Regions from separate parts of the Mus musculus genome. Here region 2 is linked to region 1. The links are chromatin contacts, called in public ChIA-PET maps. All regions are on one chromosome and are shown on one strand. The core of a region is the stretch at or near the end of the contact, and the rest is flanking DNA. Distances in the headings are between cores, read along the strand shown. Region 1 overlaps Lrig2 (leucine-rich repeats and immunoglobulin-like domains 2). Region 2 holds the start of Rhoc (ras homolog family member C).

What was found. ChIA-PET counts read pairs in DNA pulled down with a chosen protein or histone mark.
Region 2: an RNA polymerase II ChIA-PET map of memory CD8 T cells shows a contact between it and region 1, with 15 read pairs. The contact joins the promoter of Rhoc here to the enhancer-like site in region 1. A contact is called at or near these places in 3 of 115 datasets of contacts at active chromatin or transcription factors (large pre-B cells, memory CD8 T cells and neural tube).

Annotation. Positions count from the first base shown.
Region 1 is chr3:104,463,973-104,467,971 of GRCm38.p6, reverse strand. Lrig2 (leucine-rich repeats and immunoglobulin-like domains 2) reads left to right here. Exons shown (of 18, transcript NM_001025067.2): 13 at 609-929; 14 at 2,204-2,485; 15 at 3,664-3,999. Among named protein-coding and RNA genes, the nearest start is that of Lrig2, 46 kb to the left of the region's middle. Within about 2 kb of position 1,666, at least 11 of the 459 cell types and tissues checked have an H3K27ac peak or open chromatin away from gene starts, as enhancers often do. A contact at or near this core is called in memory CD8 T cells, where this site is marked.
Region 2 is chr3:104,787,301-104,791,299 of GRCm38.p6, reverse strand. Rhoc (ras homolog family member C) reads right to left here and starts at 2,266. Exons shown (of 5, transcript NM_007484.2): 1 at 2,217-2,266.

The sequences.
Region 1 (3,999 bases), core at 417-2,916:
TGACATGATAGCATTAGAACTTACCTTGAAATTCTTATAGAAGGTTTCTCTCCATCACCCACTGGTAATGCATAGTAAACATGGAAGAGTCCTGAGGGATGGTGGAAGAGCACTAGGTGCTGAGGTCCAGAACCTGAGTTCTAGCACACCTTCTGTCACTGCCTGATGCCTTTGAGCAAGCTATTTGACTTCTGGAGTTCATCTTCCTCAGCTTTAAGCAAGAGATTAGACTCCAGCTCTAGAATCTCCTTCAATCTTAACATAGCTCCTGGGGCTGAAACATACATGGCTGGAGAGATGGCTCAGCGGGTAAGAGCACTGACTGCTCTTCCTGAGTTCAATTCCCAGCAACCACATGGTGGTTCACAACCATCTGTAATGGGATCTGATGCCCTCTTCTGGTGTATACTGCTACAGTGTACTCATATACATTAAGTAAATAAGTAAATCTTAAAGAAAGAGAGAGAGGGAGGGAGGGAGGGAGGGAGAGAGAGAGAGAGAGAGAGAGAGAGAGAGAGAAGTTTACAGTGTTACAGTCTTTGTTGTAAAATCAGGTTTGAGGTAAAATATGTAACTGACTTGGCCACTGTTGCATTTATTCCCTTTAGATGATTTTCTGAAGCCTCAGATAAGGACACACCCTGAAAGCACAATTGCATTAAGAGGTGTTAATGTGACACTGACGTGCACTGCAGTGAGCAGCAGCGATTCACCCATGTCCACCATATGGCGCAAGGACAGTGAGATCCTGTATGATGTGGATATTGAGAATTTTGTTCGTTATCGGCAGCAGGATGGAGAAGCTCTAGAATATACTAGTGTCTTGCGCCTCTTCAGTGTGAACTTCACAGATGAAGGGAAATACCAGTGCATTGTTACTAATCACTTTGGTTCTAATTATTCTCAGAAAGCCAAATTGACTGTAAATGGTAAGGAATTGTGCTACTGGACTTTTAAAATGCTTTTTTTTTTTTAATGTATTTCTAGAATAATCACCATGCCTGTCTGGCTATGCTGTTGGGAAAAAGTACTTTGAAGTATTTTTTACATCTAAATTATGTCTCAATTATAAATCATTTTAGATGTAAATTGACAAGAAAATTGGATCATACCCCAGGTTTGGAGGGAGCCCTTAGTGTTACTTTCTCGTGACTGTGGCACATGGAAGGGGTGCACTTGTGCCCACTGGCCTGCATTCTCCTTTGCCCTAGGAGATACTTGACTTCCTTTTCTGTTTGTTAAAAGACAGTCTTTTGTGGTCTCAGTTTCTTTCCAAAACCACAATTCTCAGAAAAGTATGATTTCCTTTCTCTCATACTGTTTACACTTGAGGGTGTTTAGGACATCTCTGGGTCTAGTCGTGTCTGTAGCTCTCTGGATATAGCCAAAATCATTTTGAAAATAAAGCTCTCCTGGTAGTTGTAAAACCTTTTCTAAAGCAGCTTGGTCTGTCTGTTACTGTGAGATTGAGTAACTCCTGTGCTACAGCAGAGCAATGTACGTGTGCCCTGTGCCTGTGTTTCTTTTTTTTTTTTTAACATTTCTAGCTCTGTTTTCTTTTTTTAAGATTTTATCTTATTGTTTTGTGGGTATTAGTGGTTTACCTTCATTTATGTTTGCACCACATGCATGCCTGGTACCCACAAAGGCCTACAGAGGGCATTGGATCTCCCAGGACTGAAGTATCAGACAGTTGTAAGCTGCCCTGTGGGTGCTGGGAGTTGGACCTGAGTCCCGCAAGAGCAACACCTGCTCTTAACCACTGAGACAACGCTTCAGCTGTACAACCCACTCTGATGTTTCCTAAATCAGGTTTAAAAAAAACATAATTAAAGAAACAAAACAAAAACGGGTTCTATTAACATCTGCTCTTGTTAGATTGGGAAGCATCACTTGATTGTCCTAAGTGAAAGAGGAATAATAAGCACCGAATTCTAAACTGTCATTCAAAAAAGCTTTTGGTTTTCTGATTTCCTTCTTTCCATCAGCATGGTGAATGGGTATGGCTTGTATTCTAGAAGTATTACTTTTCTGCACATACTGATGGGCTGGTAGGAAAGACTGTTGCCAACGCTGTGTTGTCAGTTCAGAGAATATGGTTTCTCAAAGAAATAGTGCATTTTACATCAGAATTCTGCCTGCTAGATTTGTGTCCATGTGTGTTTTCCTTTTGCCTACTTTCTCTGTACTGTTTTTGGAACAGAGATGCCGTCTTTTTTGAAAACTCCAATGGATCTAACTATTCGCACTGGTGCCATGGCAAGATTAGAATGTGCTGCAGAGGGGCACCCTACACCTCAGATTTCCTGGCAGAAGGATGGTGGCACTGATTTTCCTGCAGCCCGAGAAAGACGCATGCATGTCATGCCTGAGGATGATGTCTTCTTCATTGCCAATGTGAAGATAGAAGATATGGGAATCTATAGCTGCATGGCACAGAATATAGCAGGAGGCCTCTCAGCAAACGCCTCACTCACAGTGTTAGGTATGCTTTCTTTGTTAGGACTGCTGTTTACTGGAGCCTCTGAGACCTATGCATGGCTTAGAAAGGCAAGAAAAACAATTTGGAGGTTTTGGTTATTTTTTTTCCTTCCAAGTCAGGGTTTCTCTGCGTAGCCTCAGCTGTCCTAGAACTCACTCTGTAGATCAGGCTGGCCCTGAACTCAAAGACCCGCCTACATCTGCCTCCCAAGTACTGGGATTAAGTCTTGTGCCACCACCATCAGGCTTATGTTGTTGTTCTTATTTTTGTACTTTAGTCAGGGTATGTCAGCTGAAGGTGTTAGTGGGTTAAGTGACATACATCTTAGAACATTCCCAGGGCATAGATCTTTATAACAAGCTCCGGATCCCTTATTCTTTTAAGTTTCCCCTGTAACATTTTAATTCATATGTGTTTTCTAAGTGCTGGGATTATAACTGTGTGCCTTGTTATTCTTAGTTAAAACATGGTTCTTTATGTAACTCAACCCAAGGCAAATTATGCTGTCCAGGTCTCTGTTTTCTTAGACATCAGAGTTTTATAGGGCCATCTTCTCTTCCTCCTTTTCTTCCAACTTTTCTTATTCTTCATCTTCCTCTTCTTCCTCTTCCTCCTCTTCCTCTTCCTCCTCTTCTTCTTCCTCCTCCTCTCTCTCTCTTCTTTTTTAAAGATAGAGTCTCTCTATGATCCAGGTTGGCCTGGAGAACCCATGTCTTACAGGTGAGCCACTCTGACCTGGCTGTCAAAAACCTTTAAAATAAGTTTCTTAACTTGGATGCTGAGGCAGAAGGGTCAAGAGTTCTTGATCAGCTTGGAGTATATAGTTGAGAACCTGCCTCAAAAACATTAGAAATCCCCAGTGCTCACTCACTGACTTGTGTACCAGGCCAGTGGTGTGCTCACTCACACACTGGCATGTGTACCAGGCCGGTGTTGTGCCAAGCTAGTATCTTGCTGTGCTTTGTTTTCTTTTTTTTCTACTTTACTTACTTGCTAAGGTGCCTGGATGGCTGTAAACTATTATAGCCTGTATCACCACCGTCAGTTCACATTTAGATCTTTTCTGTTCTGAGTCTTTTGATCCTCATTAAACTGTACATTTCATCATACTTTTCATAGTCTCATTCTACAGGACTTAGGCTATACATTTCCTAACAGTATTTTTAACCTTCTCCCATTAGAGACACCCTCGTTTATTAGGCCTCTGGAGGACAAGACCGTCACCCGAGGTGAGACAGCGGTATTGCAGTGCATCGCTGGAGGAAGTCCTGCTCCTCGCCTCAATTGGACCAAGGATGATGGGCCACTCCTAGTAACAGAACGACACTTCTTTGCTGCAGCCAATCAGCTTCTCATCATTGTAGATGCTGGGCTAGAAGATGCTGGAAAATATACCTGCCTTATGTCTAACACTCTTGGGACAGAACGGGGACATATTTACTTAAATGTCATTTCATCCCCCAATTGTGACTCTTCTCAGAGTAGCATTGGGCATGAGGATGATGGTTGGACCACAG
Region 2 (3,999 bases), core at 1,017-3,516, 320 kb before region 1:
CCTTCCCCAAAGTCTCAAGTCACACAAAGAAGGCTCAGTCCTGGCAGCTCACGGTCAGGCAGCCTGTTCCGCTGCCTCCCCACCACCACCACCACCCATCCCCTTTTCTGGGCCTGGCAGCAACACTGGGTCACTCAGCCCCTGACAGGGGACAATGACCACACTGTGGGGAGCCACACATCTATCACAGCATTGCTGTGACGGAGCTAAACCCACTCGGGAATCACCTCCACCCACTCTCTGGAACAGCCCCTTCCTCCTTGTGACCAGCTGACCCTTAGGCCCAGCAGACACCTCCCTGTGACTCAAGATAAGGAAGGAGTCAGCTTCTCAGAGTTTATATGTGTCCTACACCCCAGCACACGTGAACGAGCAGTTCAGACCACAGGGAGCTGACCGGGTCAGTGAGGTCTCCAGACCTACACAGCCTGGCAAGGATCATGCCAGACAGAGTAGAGATGAAGCGAAGGCTGTGGGGGAGGGAACCAGAGCCTGGGCTGGGAGGAGCCTCCAAAGAAAGGACTAGTGAGGATCAGTCTAAGCTTTTGACCAGGCAGGGAGCAGTTAAGAAGGGCACAGTAACCTGAGCTCAGCCCCAAACTTGGCTTTGCCTTTCAGTCCCACATCCTGTCTGGCTCTGCTCAACTCTTAGCTCCCTACAAACCACCTCAAACCCTGGCCTGTGCCTGCCTTTTAGGAAGCAGAGTACTCCAGCCCCAGGCTGATTCTTTTCAGCATCAGGCGCCTGGGTGGTTCCTCCCTCCCCTACACCTACACACACACACACACACACACACACACACAAAACTGGGATGTGAGGAAAGAGGACATGAGTCACAGAGAATTTATAGGAGTTGCGTATGCACAGCCACACTTACCACCCCCCATCTCAAGGGGCTTTCCCTGGTACCCCCGAAAGACTGGGAAGAAGGCATTCGCTATGCTGCATATCTCCTTCAAAAATGAGGTCTGAGAGGTATATCCAGGTAACCCACAGGATTTCCTCCAACTTCCCCACCTACTCCCATTAATTCAACCAGTCTAGCTGTACACAGGCTGGCGGGGACAGCCCCAAGCCAGGGTGGGCAGTGTGGATGGAGCGTGATCCCTAGGACACTTAAACACTAGTCACATCCCCATGCGTGAGCCCCGGCTGTCCCACAGCAGCAAGGCGGCTGAGCATCTGATGGTGGGAGGCAGAGGCCGGAACTTCGTGGCTGTGTTAGAGCCTCCAGCTCCGAAGACTTTGCATCTAGGCTCTGCTTAGGCCAGAATAATTGGGGACTCAGGCCAAGCCGGGACATTAGGCCGAAGGCCAACATGGCATGGATGGCCTGGCTAACACTCCCTGTGAAAGGCGGCTCCAGCGGAACTGCCCCACTAACCCTAAGAGAGACAACGAAAACTTCACCCAGGGCCGGGAGAGGGGTCTGGAACTTCTGGGACCTTCCCTAGGACAAGCCACTAGCCTTCCTTATTCTCTTGATTTCCCAGGTGATCCAACAGGCCTTTGTACTCTGCTCCCCCCGAGATCTAGGCGAGGAATCACTCTTCGGGCAACACCTTTTCCTTAACTTTAAAGCCAGAAGTCAAGGAAGAGCTGGACTCCAGCTTTCAGCCCAATTCCCTAACACTCCCTAACTTCCCAAGAGGGTACGAGGAAGAGTTGGGGATTGGGGTGTTTTGTTCTTCCCCACCCCCCTTCACTCTCAGACACATATACACAACACAGGAGCGGGATCTTTCCTAGTCTTCTCAACCTCTCAGCTCAGATCAGCTCCAAAACCCGTCTAGGGCGGCGTCCAGACCCGCCAAGCAGTAGCAGCCTCCAGTGGTCACATCCCATCCCTATTCCCGCCATTCCCCATCCCAGGCCAGAACTCCCACCCCTAGCCAGCCTGAGGCCCTGTTTCTTACTCCCTGCCCGGAACTGGAGCGTCTGGGTTGAGTCGCTCACGGAGATCTAAGTGTGTCCCTGGCCCAGCTAGGGAGGTCCAGAAAGGAAAGACTCAGAAAGGGAAGGACTCTGGGCTCTGGTTCGAGAGCTTGGAAGGCTAGAGCGCCTGGCCCACAGCTTGGGGCGCTCTCTCTTGCCTGGCCCGGAACACCCCCCGCCCCCCAAGCCGCTCCCGGAGCGATCCGGGAATCGGGAAAGTGCTCTCCTCCGAGGTCAGTTCCCACGACGCCTCGCCACCCACCAGCTGGGGCCCCGGTACCTTGGGCTCCACCGCCTCCAGCTGCGCGGCCAGTGCCGGAGGCTGAGACTGACCCGGGCCCCGCCCCACTCTCCAGCACCGCTCTGGGGCGGGTCCATCAAGGGAAGGGGGGGGGGGTCGACGGGGGCGGCCCTTAGCTTGGCCCGCCTCCGCTCCCGGCCCCGGGCGGCCGCAGGTCACCCCGGCTGAGGACCCGGCAAGGGGCGTAGGGCTGGCTGGAGCTGGAGGAACTGTGCCCGGAGATGTCTGGATTGCTGGGTGGTGAGCGGGCGGGTGGGACCCCGGATAACTCGGCCTCTGCCCCACTTCCAACCCGTGGGGGGCGGACCAGCTTCGGGAAAGTTGAGCGGCTTCCAGGGTGGGGTCAGCGAGGGCCACTGCTGCCCTCGCGTGGCCATCCAGACCTCGAAGCTCCAGTATTTCCTACACCCTACCCGTGACCGAGGGGATGGGTTATACAGAAGCTGCCCACTCTCTTATCCAGGAATCACTGCAGTAAGTGCAACGTGACGCTATCCAGAGCCCTGGAGACCTTTTGTGATCTGCAGTCCCCAGCCACCATCGCCTTAAAAGTCCCTTCCTTCCTTCGCTGGGAATTTCCCGACGTCCTGTTAAGAGCACACTCCTGGAAGTGCTGCCGTGTCCTCAGCTGGAAACTGACCTCACACTCCTATTGTATTGTTGTGCTGTTGATCCCAATCTGAGGTGTTACTTACCTGATCCTGTATCTCCTTCCTTATAAAGAGCCAAAGAAATGGGTGTATAAGGAAATCTACCAATGCTTTATTTACTAGTGCTGGATACTTTAAACACACAGGTCTCTAACTCTGGAATAAGTTCACCCATACCCGTTCCCTTTTGCCTGTAAAGAAAATGAAGCCCAGAGAAGTGGTTTCTCACTATTTGTGACAGCAGGAATTTCCAGTGAGGTGAGCCACGATGACACACAAGAAGCAAAGGCAGATGGATCTCTATGAGTTAATTCCAGGCCATCCTGGGCTACAAAAACTAAATCAGTCAAATTTACAAGCAGGCCTGTGAGGCACCCAGGCAGGTGCTGGCTGCCTGCTGCCTGCCATGCTCCCCCTCCTACCTGCCCTCTGTACCATTCAACCAAACTCTGCTCGTCATAGGTTTCAACAAGTATTTCCCAGAATAAATGTATGTCATATGGAGTCTACTGCAGGTGCAGCTGGCCGGGTGGTTCATGCCTGTCATCTCAGCACTCCCGAGGGGGCAGAGTTACCACAAATTCCAGGCCAACATAGGCTGTGGAGTGAAGCTGTCTCAAATCCAGGCAGACAACATACGTAGACACTCACTCAGGATTGGAAGCATGGACCATACATTTGATAAATCATATAACTGAGGTGAAGGGTGTTTTGTCCACCAGGCCTCTGAATTCATTCAGTAAACATTGGTTGAATGTGAACTGAAAACTATGTACTAACCATGAAACTCTGCCTTCAGATAACGTATAGTCTAGCCCAGCAGTGGTGGTGCATGCCTTTAATCCCAGCTCTTGAGAGACCAAAGCAGGAGGATCTCTATGAGTTTGAGGCCACCCTAGTGTCCCAAAACTACTTAGCTAATTCTAGGACAGCCAAGGCTACACAAAGAAACCCTATCTTGAACAAAACATAGATAAAAATAAGCAAACAAACTTACAGTCTAAATGAAGAACAGACAGTCGAACATAGCTAACAGTTCTTGAAGCTTTATTATGTGAACCTTGTCCTTCCCCACCCATACCATGTTTAGTTCTTACGAGGCATTATTGTTA